Regions from separate parts of the Sus scrofa genome. Here region 1 is linked to region 2. The links are chromatin contacts, called in public promoter capture Hi-C maps. All regions are on one chromosome and are shown on one strand. The core of a region is the stretch at or near the end of the contact, and the rest is flanking DNA. Distances in the headings are between cores, read along the strand shown. Region 1 holds the start of USP15 (ubiquitin carboxyl-terminal hydrolase 15). Region 2 holds the start of SLC16A7 (monocarboxylate transporter 2).

The links. Promoter capture Hi-C pulls out the DNA fragments that hold promoters and counts their contacts.
Region 1: a promoter capture Hi-C map of liver shows a contact between it and region 2, with 7 times the contacts expected there. The contact joins the promoter of USP15 here to the promoter of SLC16A7 in region 2. A contact is called at or near these places in 1 of 5 promoter capture datasets (liver) and 1 of 2 datasets of contacts at active chromatin or transcription factors (alveolar macrophages).

Annotation. Positions count from the first base shown.
Region 1 is chr5:26,958,788-26,966,400 of Sscrofa11.1, reverse strand. USP15 (ubiquitin carboxyl-terminal hydrolase 15) reads right to left here and starts at 2,021. Exons shown (of 21, transcript XM_003126341.6): 1 at 1,474-2,021. The coding sequence starts at 1,562.
Region 2 is chr5:24,707,666-24,714,272 of Sscrofa11.1, reverse strand. It overlaps SLC16A7 (monocarboxylate transporter 2), which reads right to left and starts at 1,264. Exons shown (of 7, transcript XM_003126337.5): 1 at 933-1,264. LOC102167026 (a long non-coding RNA gene) reads left to right here and starts at 1,378. Exons shown (of 3, transcript XR_002343996.1): 1 at 1,378-1,465; 2 at 4,139-4,216.

The DNA of each region.
Region 1 (7,613 bases), core at 772-3,271, 2.3 Mb before region 2:
CTGGAGGCACACATTGGAAGAACACTCCAATATGCACAACAATGATTTTTAAGTCTGATTTTTTTTTTTCTGTAATGCAACAAAAATATATTTACACCCTCAGGGATCATATAAACATAGTATGCAGCCTAACAAAGTAGGATAAAAGTACCAAGACTTACATCAAAGTATTAAAATTCAAGTCCCATGTCTGCCATCTATTTAGCTTACTTGAAAATGATCCTAATACCTTGGCATTTTATCAGAAATGACAGTGATAAGATAACTAAGATTTAATTTCTCATAAACAGAAAATCTTTTAGAACATTTCACTGAAGTCAAGTAAACTCCTATAATGAAATTATTCTTGTCCACTTCATAGATGAAGATACGAAGGTGCAATGGTTTAAATTAACCTTCCTCAAAGTCATACTGCAAGTTAAGTGGTGGAAAGGTAACCTAACGCGGGTCTAAATCTTAGGCTCCTTCCACTAAGCAATATTGAGTAAACGAAAAAACACTCCGCAAATTATATGCCACTGTTACGGTGAAGATGGGAAGTGAAAATTTTTATTGTAATAAAGCAGTACATTAGCCTTCCTAATAAAACACAGCATTTGTGTTACATATTCACATAACTGAAGTTATTCTGGATATCACTTGATATGGCCCACAAACATTAAAATCACCAAATACTTCGTTCAGTATTTCAAACTGTAGCATTTCGTATTTCATAAGTTTGAATGTTAGCAAGTGACTTAAGCCTCAAGTAGACTTATCTACATTTTGCAGGCCTATGTTATCCTTCAAACCGGAGGGAAAGGCTGCACTTCTAAAAGAAACGCTGCCGGAGTCTATCCAGCCTCCACTAAAGCACAGGACCACGTGGTATCTATCACTCAGAAGCCTAAGGTTCCCGACTCCTCTCCCTCCTTTTGACAAGGAACCAGAAACTAAGGTTCCTCTCTCTTAAGTGGCGCCCTGACACATGCCACCTGTGCAGTACGAACCGCAGACATCCTGCAGTCGGCCTCCCGGAAGAATACGAGAATCAGAACAGGGAACTTGGATGTCGACAATGCCGGGAAAGGAAATGACTAAAGAAGTAAAGAGGGTGAGATCGCGATCCACCGTGGGACCAAGACCTGTCAAACATTAAGAGACTCGCACCCAACGACTGTAACCTATCCTTTGGGAAGGCCTGAGGTGGGAGCGGCACTACCAGAGGAAAAAGGACGAAGAGAACTGCACGAGCCGCCGCCGCCGCTCCCCGCAAGGCTCCCAGCATGCCCCGACGAGCCACGAACCCCGGCCCTCATTTCAGGTCCGATCTTTGCCCCAATCTTTCCGGAGCGGCCAAAATCCTGCTGCCCGAAGGCGGCCGCCGCCGGACCTGCCCGCACCTGTCACCAGCGAAAGACACCAGCCCGCAGTTCCCGCCCAGTTCTCCACCACCCTCGGGCAACCACAGCCATCTCAGTCGCTTTCCCTTACCAGGTGTCTCCTTTCCGGAGGGAGGTTTTGAGCAGCGTCGCGATGTCAGACCGCTGGATGTCCAGATCTGCCGCTCCGCCTTCCGCCATCTTCTTCCACTAGCGGTAGCGGAGGCGGCAGCGACAGCGGCGGCACGCTCCAGAGCATTGTGGGAATGGCGTCCCGCGGCCCCTCCCAGTCAGCAGGTCGAAACCAAAAGAGACGTAAGGGTGGGGGGGTGCGCCTGCAGACAAGAGTTGGCTCCGGGCGGAGTGAGTGCATTGCCATGGTCTGCTGCTCCCCATCGGCCCCCGCCGTCCAGCAGCTCGCCTCGGCCTCCTCCGGCCGGGGACCGCCTGGTTTTAAGTCTCCTCTCTAGGGCCTCGGTCCTCTCTCGCTTGAGCGGTGCTACCGCCCGATCCATCCTCGACTTCTGCCTTCCCCTCCCTCTTTCCCACAGACGCCTGAAAACCCTTATTTGCGCATTCACTCACGCTTGAGGGTGGGGCGAGGCGGGGGGCGTGGGGACGACTAAAATATGGCAGAGGATTTCAGCAACTCCGTGACTCGAGTCTTTCGTTGCGAGTCGCAGAACCTAAACTCAATGAATTTTGGACCAAATGGAGAACAATCCGAAACCGAACGCTTAGCCGCAGTGCTCTTTCTGGGCTCTTCCTTGCGCTTCTACTATTGCTGTAGGTGGAGACCTTTTATAGGCTCTTTGTGACGCCTCCCCAGGCACACCCTGGCAGCTAAGCTGCAATGAAAAACATGTTCCAGTTCCTCAGTGAACAGGGTGTGAAATATATATCGAATAATGCCGGGTACTAAAGGGAGAAAAGATGGGCGAGAAACTCTCCTCAATGTTATGAAGTCATATATTCTTATCTTCCCATAATGTATACACCTGAAGCTAGATAATACCTATTATTTGACGCCAATTACTTTATAAATGGGGAAATCGAGTCTCAGAAATCAAATGCTAAGGTCATGCCGTAAGTGGACAGGCAAGTTTATACCCAACCCGTCGGCTGTCTATTCACTATAATACACCCATTACTTCTCCTTATGAAAGCTTGAACTAAAAGGTAAACTGGGTTATGCTAGCTTTTTTTTTTTTTTTTAACCTTTTACAACTGGTGCCTAGCACAATGCTGCCTAACACATAAGAACTACCTAAATATGTGTTTAATTAATGAATTGTGGCAAACTGCTTAAGTAGTTCCAAGCATGAAGATGTCCAGAGATTTGACTTTAAGATAACGTGATGTGAAAAGGCTAAAGATGAATAAGAATTCCTACATAATCTCTCTTTTTTTACTTATTTTCGACCTCTACCATAACTCATTTGGTGGGAATGCAGTAAATGGGTGCAATATGCTAGTAAGAAGTGCTGACCCCTTCCAAGTTACGGTAATGTATATTGGCATTATAATTTGCATATAGCAACATTATGATTGCTTATTTCCTTTAAAATAATACTATTTTGCACTTTCGTGTTATCCTTGATTTGAAATTCTGAAACAGCTTCCAGGTACTGTATTGCTTGTACTATTTGACTTTTCTTTTGACAGGTTAAAATAAACATAATTTGTTTAACTATGAGTATCATCAAAGGGTCACACCTCCCTTCTTTCCCACTCAACCTCTGAAAGAGAGCGTAGTATTTTCCTAAGAGAGGCAGCATGGTATGGGAAGAATAGTGACTTCATGTTCAAAACTTCACTTCAACCTCTAGTTGCAAAGCATTTAACTTATAGTTTAGTCATTAGGTAATACTTATGTTAAAGAATTTTTCTGCAGATTAAGCAAGACAATGGTGTCTATTCCTGGAACATAATAACCAATCAATAAACAACTAATCTTTTTCACTGTTGGCAGGATGAATTGTAATGGTGTGTAAATTATATCTCAATAAAACTGTTGGAAGAAGTTACTTTGAAGGTAAACATACTCTATTGTTTATAAATATAATTGAGGACTGATACCTCAGGCACACTCATGCTGTTCAGTTCCCTTTCAAAGTGCATTGGTAATATGTCGAAATCTGTATCCATGAAACAAAATAAAATAACCTCTTCTTCATTTGCACCGTGTTCAAGGTAATGAGGTAAAAGGATAAGATGTATAAAAGTTCAATGTCAATTTGAATTATATGTCAGATTGATGAGGTCATTTTGTAGACCTAACTAGTTGCTTTCAGAGTCAAGAAAGAAATAACAGTCACAATATTTTATTTAACGAGCACTTATAAAGTGCTAAATCAGATTCTAAACACTTTAAAGTATTATTTTGATCCTCACAACTCTATGAGGTAGGTATTATTATTATTCCCATTCTGTAGATGAGGAATTGAAGCAAGTGGCGGAACCCACATTTGAAACCAAGCATTCTAGCTCCACAATCTAGGAGTTGGGTGGGTTTTTATTTTTCTACTAAGCTTGATGGTCTTTTTTTTTCTTTTGAAATTTATTCTATACTTTATCCCATTTTGTATGGCTTTCATATTTACAATTTAGTATTATCTATTACATTTCAATTTTTCTTTAAAAATTAGCATTATATTAAAATTGTGTATGTTAGGCAACTAAAACTTATAGAGAAGAAAGCTGTATATACCATTAAATATTTTATATAGCATAATAAAAAGAATAACAACTGATAAGAATAACAAAAATAATACACTCTCTGAAAATAAGTAAAATATAAAATGCATAAATTGGTTAAAAAACAGTGTAACTATATAAATATGTCCTCTCAATTTGTTACATCTTATTGATTCTTCAATATAGGCATTATACCATTCTAGGTGATGAGATAAGCAAGACATTATAGACTTTACATTGTACCATGGAGAGAAATGGTTATTAATAATACAATTGGAGAACTGTATTATTTAATTATACAGTTGCATTATTTAATTATAATTATCATAAGTTCTTTGATGGAGAGGAAATCAGAATTAGATCTAAGAAGACTTCAGCATTCCAAGAATGATGTCAAATGACCCCCTTCACGGTGGATTATGCACTTATTTACTATGAGATATATTTCTTCTCCAGAGATTCCTTGTTTGTGTATCAATTGTAGATTTTTGGTTTGCGGTTATTCTGAAGTTTTGATGTAAGAGTCTATATGTATATGAGATTGTTTTAAGGTGTTGTTCTCTTAATTGCAATTTCATCTCCAGTGTCCTGCATTTTTACACACCTCTGCTCATGATTTCTGATTTTGGTGGTATATTTGTGCATGGATGACTTAGTATTTTTACTGTTTTTATACCTTTACTGGTGAGCCTTGTCATTTGTGGAATTTTTGTTTCCTATTGAGCTGTCTTTTCTTTTCTGCCTAGAGAAGTTCCTTTAGTATTTGTTGTAAGGCTGGTTTAGTGTTGCTGTATTCCCTAAGCTTTTGCTTATCTGTGAAGGTTTTGATTTCTCCTTCAAATCTGAATGAAAGCCTTGCTGGGTAGAGTAATCTTGGTTGGAGGTTTTTTTCTTTTATCACGTTGAGTATACCATGCCACTCCCTCCTGGCCTGCAGAGTTTCTGCTGAAAAATCTGCTGATAACCTTATTGGGGTTCCCTTGTATGTTACTTGTTTCTTTTCCCTAGCTGCTTTCAAGATTTTCTCTTTGTCTTTAATGTTGGTTAGTTTGATTAATATGTGTCTCGGTATATTCCTCCTTGGGTTTATTTTATATGGTACTCGTTGTGCTTCCTGGATTTGAGTGAGTGGTTCCTTTCCCATGTGAGGGAAATTTTCGGCTATTATCTCTTGGAATATGTTTTCTGTCCCCTTCTCTCTCTCTTCTCCTTCTGGCACCCCTATAATACAGATATTGGTGCATTTAATGTTGTCCCAGAGTTCTCTGAAACTCTCTTCATTTGTTTTCAATCTTTTTTCTCTTTTCTGTTCTGCATTCGTAATTTCTTCTAATCTGTCCTCCACCTAAAGCTTATTCGTTCTTCTGCCTCCTGTATTCTGCTGTTAGCTGCTTCTAGTGAATTTTTTATTTGTTATTGTATTTTGCATCTCTTAAGTTTGATATTTTGTATCTCTTCGGTCAGTGTTTCCTGTAAGTTATCCATCTTTGCCTCCAGTTTATTTCCAATGTCTTGCATCATCTTCAGCATCAACAATCTAAAATCTTTTTCCTGGGGCTGAGAATCTCATCACTTAGCTGATTTTCTGGGGTTTTTCCTTTCTCCCTCATCTGAGTTATAGTTCTCTGTCTTTTCATTTTTATAGGTTTTTGGTGTGGTGACCTTTTTACATATAATAGAGTTGTAGCCTTTCTTACTTCTGGTGTCTGCCCCCCTTGTGGCTGAAGTCAGTATGGGGGCTTGCTGTAGGCTTCCTGATGGGAGGGACTGATGCCTGCCCACTGGCAGGTGGAGCTGATTCTAATCCCTCTGGTGGGTGGGTCTTAGTCTCTGGATGGGATTAGAGGCAGCTGTGTGCCTGAGGGGTCTTTAGGTAGCCTGTTTACTGAGGGGTGGGGCTGTGATCCCACCTGGATTGTTGTTTGCCCTGGGGCTTCTCAGAACTGACCGATGGGTGGGGCCAGATTTTCCCAAAATGGCCCCCTCCAGAGAAAGGCATGGCTGCTGAATATTCCTAGAGCTTTGCTTTCAATGTCCTTCCCTCACAACAAGCCACATTCACCCCTGTTTTCCCAGGATGTCCTCCAAGAACTGCAGTCAGGTTTGACCCAGATTCCTATGGAGACCTCGCTCTGCCCTGGGACCCAGTGCACGTGAAAGCCCGTGTGCGCCTTTTAAGAATGGGGTCTCCATTTCCCCCAGTCCCGTGGAGTTCCTGCACAAGCCCCACTGGCCTTCAATGCCAGATTCCCCAGGGGCTCTTTCTCCCAGTGCCAGATCCCCTCACATGAGGGTTTGATGTGGGGCTCAGAACTCTCACTTCTGTAGGTTAGTCTCTGTGAACCAGTTAGTTTTCAGTCTGTGGAGCTTCCCACCCCAAAGGTATGGGGTTGTTTATATCATGAAATTGCCCCTCCTACCTCTTGATGTGGCCTCCTCTTTTTCTTCTGGAGTAGGATATCTTTTTTAAGTTTTCCAGTCCATTTGGGTGGAGATTGCTCAGCCTTTAGTTGTGAATTTTGTCGTTTTTTTAAGCTTGATGGTCTTGATTATAGCAATCAACTTTCTAGTGGCCTCAGTTTACTAATTTATGGAAATTCTACTTATTGTACTTATGCTTCTACTCTCAATTATGACGAGAAATAAGAAACTGTATGTATTGCCCCTGCTCTGGAAGCACGTATACTAAGATATTGTCTGTTAATTCTAAACTAGTGAAATTCCACTACTGAGTATTTTCTCTGCTGAATAACTAAGTAGATAAATGATGAGAAATGTTACTTTCCCTTGAATCACACAGATTATTGAATATAAGCCAGGGGTTGTATCTGCTTATTTGGAATGATTGTCTTCATTGATGCTTCCTTAGTTAACTTTAGAAAAATGTAGTGTTTGCTTGGTGATTGTCATTAACCTTTTGACTCTGCACCTTTCTTGTCCACTAAAAATTTAACTTAGGGTTTTGAATAGGGAAAAGGGGCATACTGTGTACTTTAGATATTACACTTGATGTGAATAAAGCGCAGCTTACATAAAGGCAGGATACCTTCATCTTCAAATAACCCCCTCTTCTGCTCTTGGATGTTTAAATGATCCCTTTCAGAAAGGTTCTTGTGTTTAGCAATTAAGACATAGGACTTCAAATGTCAACATTCCAGAAGAGGGTAAGTCGTAAAATTAAGGTGTCAATGAGAGCTGATTTTCAGCCTGATATGGACCAGAAAAAGAAGAAAAGGCACTGTATTTTGTTAATAGAGCTGAATGCAAGAAAGTACAAAGGAGAATTCCAAAAGGAGCTTTGCATACGACACAATTTTGTATGGTGCAGGCTACAAGAGCCTAAGGAAAAATATGTGAAAATCAGCACATCCAGAAAGAAACAATGATTGATGTCTTTATTTCTTGACGCTTCTATTTCTGATCTTCAGGAACCACTGTTTCACTTTTTCCTTCATCTTTGTCCTTCCTCAGCGGTTATTGCCCCTTGATAACTCCTGACTCCCCAATGCCTGTTCACCTCTCTAAACTCTTCATTCTTTTCTCTTTTGTAATTTT
Region 2 (6,607 bases), core at 15-2,514:
AAGGAGAAAATGGGGGGGAGAAAGCAGCTACCAAACAGAATCCGCCGAAAGAGGAGGCAGTTCCCACGTGAACAGTGAGCCTCCCGCGCTACCTGGCCAGGCCTGGCACCCCCAACGTGGCGCAGCGGCCCGGGCAGGAAACCCAGCATGAGCCCAGGAGACACAAGCCCTCCTCTGCCCGGGTCAAGTTCCTTTTCTATCCCCGGGGCGGGCCTCGTCTGCACACACATTTCCACCTGCCTCGCTCCCGCCACGCTACCTGGGGACAGAAATAGAAAAAAATCGACCCCCTTGGTAATTCATCCCCTCCTCTCAGCCTCTCCAAGCCCCGAAAATCTGCTAAAAAAGACGTTCCCTACACACACTCTCACCACCCCCAGATCCCCAACTTCTGCCGCACGAGGCCACCCTGGGGTGCTCGTGGGCCGGAGACTGGATGCTGACGAGAAGAGCACCCGGGAATACGCCAGGCGGGAACCTGCCCGGGAGACCCGTGTGCCAAAGACAGAGAGGGAGGAGCGCTGCGCTGCCTGAGCCTCGGAGCAAAAGCCCCGCAGCTTGGGCACCTCCCGCCCGGAAGCACGCGGGCACACCCCGCACTCCCCGCACTCCCCGCCCGAGTCCCTCGGGCCCCCCTCCCCGACGCGCGCGCGCGCTCCAAGCCCGCGCCCCACCGCGCCCCGGCAACTGCCCCGCTGCTGTCGGCGCGCCGGGGTGACGCGAACTCTCCTCCTGGGGCCGCTTCGGGAATTTTTGTCTATATAAGGGCTCGCGGGCAAGCTCGGCTTTGGTGCGCGTGTCACAAGCTAGCCATTACTTTTACACACGCGCGTGGTTCCCCGGGTAGCTCTGGTAACAGATGCGCGTTCCCCTTCCTCTCTGCCGGCGCCCCCTCCTCTCCTCCTTTCCTCCCGGGGTGTAACTTACTTTACCTGGTCTCCAGCACAGGCTGGGCGCTGCAGAGATCCGTTTCCCGCCAGCCACAGCAGATTCGCCTTGCGGTCACCGGGTGAATGGAATTATTTATTTATTTAGGTCCCTGGACGAGTCCTCCCTCGCCGCAGCCCGAGGAGGTGGAGGAGGAGGCGGGGAGAGGAGGCGGGGGAGGTGCGACTGAGTGCCCTTGTGGGTGCCCGGGGCCATGCGCTGCGCGCTGGGGGGAAGCGGAGATGGGGGCACCGAGGAGGGCGGGGTGAGCACCCGGGGCGTTGCGGGAGCCCCGGGTCCTCGGGTGGGGGCCAGCCGCCGCCGGGCGACTCCAGACGGACTGAGCATGCTCCAAATGACTGTCAACGCCGTAGACACTTAACTCTGTGGCTCCAGGCGCTCCACTTCAGATTTTAGTTTTGACCCAGAGGGTAAACAAGTCTGGTAAAGAGAACTGTAGGTCCAAATCGGTCGGCGCACGCTTCATTCGCCCCCAAGTGCTTTGGCGCCTAACCTAAGAGCCTAATCTAAGAGCCAGGTGTGTGGTAGCTCTGTTCAGATACCCCGGGGAGTGGTGCAACCTGTAGGTGAGGCAGGCAGTGCGAAACGAGAAGAACTTGGCCGAAAGCAGGGAGAGAAGTCTCCTTGTGAGCTTGGAGACAAGTTGTTGGACCGTTTTTTCAGTTGAAATCTTTTGGCGGGCGCGAGGGGAGAGGGGATGGCAGTGTTGGAGATTAGACTCGCCAGCCAGGTATCACTCTGAGGGGGAAAATACGGTTTACCCCGTGCGTGAAGGAGTAGCACTCAGAAGACCTTGCACGTAGGAAAGAAATGAAAGTCATTTGTAAATGATTCAAATTATTTAATTCTTCAAAATAGGATTTAGTTATTCGACAATACGTGGTGCTAGTGATAATGGTAATTCCAGTCTTGGTTTGGTTTCTTCTACCTTTATTTTTACTCCGTGTCTCCAACATATTTCCGGGAAAGTTAGAAAGAGGAAGGGCTGGAAATGAACATTTACATCGGGTTCCTTTAATATTTTTAAGGTTGAAGTAAAGTACTACTTAGAAACAAACAACCCAGAAGAATAAACGTGGGCTTGGTTTTGAGCATTCCTAGTCCAGTTTTTCTGTCAATTTAACTGCCTCTCCCCAATTCCTGCTCCAAAAAAGTGAAAAAGATAAAATGTTACATTAATCTAAGATAAAAATATAACTTCCTAGACGTTTTCCTTGTTTATTCTAGAAATTAGATCATTTCTAAAAAGCCAAGATAATTTAGTTAAAATAACTGGAATTTGGAAGCCTGAAGGACAAAGAATCAAAAAAACAAGATGGTAGTTATAATAAAATAATTATTTATTAAATAGTTATCATTGTCGGTCACTGTTCTTTTTATATGGATTATCTCAATGAATACAATCACTCTATTACATTATTCACATTTTACAAATTTGGAAACAATTTAAGTCATTTGGCTAAATTCACATTGCCTTACTTCTGCCAAAGCTAGTCTGTAGGCTTGGACAAAACTTGAATTTTAGTTTCTGCAGTTACAAAATAGAAATAAAATCAACTTTTTATTACTGATAGAAGATTTAGGTGAGATGATATATGTGAAGTTGATAATATGATATGAATAAAATGATGGCCAATATTAGTAACTTCAAAAAGTTTGGAAAACAGTATTGCAGAGAGACAGGTAGTTTGGAAACTAAGGAACTAAGGCAAAACTTCCAGATAGGACTTTAGACTTATTTTAAGCTAAAAATTGTAAACTGACATTTATGTAAGATATAATAGTTTTTTGATAATGATGGATAATATAGTCAAACAGTAACTTTAAACTTTTCATTTCATTGCAAAAAAGAATGTTAAATTTTAAAAAGGAACAACATCAAGATACACATATCAAGGTCATGTTCTTGGGGGCATGCTTCTGACATTTTTCCAGCTCAATCATCATTTTTATTTTCTTTAAAAGGAGAAGGAGAAAGACGATGCATTTCTTGAATTTTGACCCCACTCTCCCTTTTCCTTGCCTTTGATTTTTCTTTTTCATCTTGTAGTCCTGTGTTTTTCACAGCCCCATATTCTTGGCCTATTTAGCCCACTGCCAAACTCTTAAACATCACTACCTATATCATTATATGTATTATAATTGTAGCAAGTTTTCATTTTAAATCCTGTTTTTCCAACAATTAAAACTCTGAATCCAGTTAATCTACTGCCCCAGTGTCAATATTTGGGTGTTCATTTCTAAATTGCCTTGTTGCTATGGTTGGGCATGCTATGTAAATATTTAGTTGGCTTAGAAAGGAATCTGGGAGTTCCCATCCTGGCTCTTTGGTTAACAAATCCGACTAGGAACCATGAGGTTTCAGGTTCGATCCCTGGCCTTGCTCAGTGGGTTAAGGATCCAACGTTGCCTTGATGCAGCTTGGATCACGTGTTGCTGTGGCTTTGGTGTAGCCCAGCAGCTACTGCTCCAATTAGACCCCAAGCCTGGGAACCTCCATATGCCGCAGGAGTGGCCCTAGAAAAGGCAAAAAGACAAAAAGACAAAAAAAAAAAAAAAAAAAAAGGAAGGAATCTGAAAAGAGAGTTAGGTGGGAATAAATCCAATCAATTTCTCCTATGACATGCAGTATTACTATTCTTCAGAAGTTGAGAAAAAGTACAATTTAGGGGAAAAGCAAATCATATAAACAGAACTTGTAATGTTTTTGGTAAAATTTCTACCTTGATTTCTATTTATAAGGTGAAATAACAATGGGAGAAGTAAAGGATAGCAATATACTCAATATTCCAATGACTCATGTTTTACAATAAGTGACCTAGTGAAAACATAACAATGTACAAACTCATAAAACCCAAACATATACTACATTCCCACAGCCTCATATTCCAGGTTCTCTGCACTTTCATTCCTCAGCTATGTAATGTCTTTTCGCTTTTTTCTGTCTTTTTTCATTCCTCTCCCTTTTCTCCATTTCAAACATGTCTGAGACATTCTTTTCTTTTTTTCTTTTAAAGCCCAGCAGCTTTGTCATCACCTCTGTAGCATTTCAAGTACTACTTCAATAGGAATCCTTCCCATCTTTGTGACCTTTCCCAAAGAACATGGTATATGCCTCTATTTGGAGCATTTTCTGATGCTTCACAGTATGGGTATATTACAATTTGGTTCTATCTCCCCTGTCTTTTAGGCTGTGGAAGGGCAGAGATGACCGTTTACTCATGTTTGTAATCTTCCAGCATCCAGCACAAATTCCTCCAGATAGAAGGTAATTAATAACATTTGCCAAATGGAGGAAAGAGATGATAGAGTGATTTTAAGCAACAGATGGCAGAGGCAGTTGGAGCTAACAATATCCATGATCTGCAAGACACTGCATTTCCTGGCTTCTCTCACTGTTCTACTGGGGCCATGTGACGAGTTCTAACTAATAGTGCTTGAATGAAAGCAGTTTATGTCACTTCTGGGTAAAGGGCATGAAGACTGAGTAAGTCTCTTCCGTTCCTGCCTTTTTCTGCTTTAATAGCCTCATGTTTCAGATGGAGTCGCTACAACATGGAGTTGCTAAAAGATAAAGACAGGCTGCTTGACTTACACTGGCCTCTGTGTGAGCAAGAAACCATCATTATGTCTAGTCACTGAGATTTCAGGATTTATTTGTTAAGAGAACATAGCCTACCCTATTCTGACCAATACAAGGTGTTATTTAATGTGATTATAAATCATAATGGTATAAAGGCCCAATGAAACAGTGGGCTTACAAGAATGCTCTAATGTGTTAAGTCAAGGCTAAAAACATATATTCTCACAACCCCAAGTTGATATATAACAGCCTTTTTCTGGCAAGACTCTGTGAGAGCAAAGCAGGGGGGCGTTGTGTGTGTGTGTGTGTGTGTGTGTGTGTGTGTGTGTGTGTGTGTGTGTGTGTGTGTGTTTACTACACACAATAGACTGGCTTTAACTAAGGGCAAAAGACCAAATATCCCAAAATATTCTCCTCGGCCTAAGTGAAGATGAACGTGTACCTGCCATCCAGTAGTAACATCCTGTGACCGAGATTGTAGCTGGCTAGCATCTGTGAGCATGATCACTCTGACCTGGTTTCATACAATATACAAAATATGAAAAACATCATTCTACTTCTTCTAGATGTATATCTTGAGTGCATTCATATAGGCTACTCTGGAAATCTCTTCTGTGGAAGCCTCTCATAGAATTATGGAGAAAGCAAATCTATTCTCAGTTTACAAGAAATAAAAAAGGAAATGCAGTCATGTTGAACATGGCTGTATGGTGTGCCTTTCAGTAACTATACAAGAGGGAGTTCCCTGGTGGCTCAGCAGGTTAAGGATCTGGCTTTGTCACTGCTGTGGCTCTAGTTATAGCTCTGGCACGGGTTCAAGCCCTGGCCTGGGAATTTCCATATGTGTGGTAGAAGCCAAAAAAATAAAATAAAAAAAAATAATAACTATACAAGAGCCCCAAAAGGTCTTTTGTCAAAATAAACAAATGACTCTTGAGGTGCCAAAAATCTGGTAATGGATTCTGCATTTAAATTCCTGTCCATTGGCATTTTTCTAATTTTACAATTTATTTGATGCTATGCATAAAGTAAGCTTAATGGATTCTGGTTATAATCCTAATTATTGATGCCTTCATCTGAATATGTTAATTATTCTGAAAGCACACAAAATTAAAAACTTGTATTAAATGTTTTATAATAAACTATAAACTTGGCTGGCAGGGATCTTATAAATATTGGATTATAAGCATTTAATATTTAATGAATTTTATTAAATAAATGAATGATGCCTGAATATGGTACCAAGGAACCTAGATTTCAGTGCCGTTTTCTGTACATGTGGTCTTAGATGGGTCACTTAACCTTAGCTTCACTTTTTAGAACTCTGATACTTTCAAGCACTTCATGGGTGCAAAGATCAACAGAGAGTATGAGGACTCAACAAATGAAGAAAATATTTATGTCTCGTGAAGGTTTTTTTTTTTTTCTAATTAACCAGAAAATAAACATTCATTTTAAGTATTTTAGAGACTAATTTTTATCAAGATGCATAAGAATGCAACCATAAAGTTACCCCCTTAACTTGTAACTTTGTATAACTTGCCCTGTGCCTGGAATGTCCTTGAAGGATTAGTCATTGTTTGCATTTACATAAGGCCTCATAGGTCACAAGAGAGTTTCATGTTAAAATACTTTCGGCTACCTGCTTCTCAGTAAACTAGATTTTCAACTGCCCTTTCTTTGTTTTATTTGCCTAAAGTTAGAGCCATGTTGTCATTTTGTTTTCCACTCAGGGAATCTTTTTTCTGATTTCCATCTGCCAGGAATTGACTGGAACTGGGTATTTGTTTTGTGCTGTTTTGCCATGTCTTTCTAATTGATTTTGTAATGTCGCTTCAAGGGGAGCTTGTTGATTGTGATCTTAAGTTATCACTTACAATTTTTTTCCCAAGAAATAATCTGGGTGAGATTTGCTATGTGAGATGTGATGTAGGTTTCAAATCCATATGTTTGGATAAAATGTGCCTCTACTCTTTAGCCCCTGTAGCTTGTTCTGGAGCCTAGCAATGTAGGTGTCCACTTGATATTTATAGATTTTTTTCCCCCTTGGTTCACCATAATTTCATTTCTCAATAC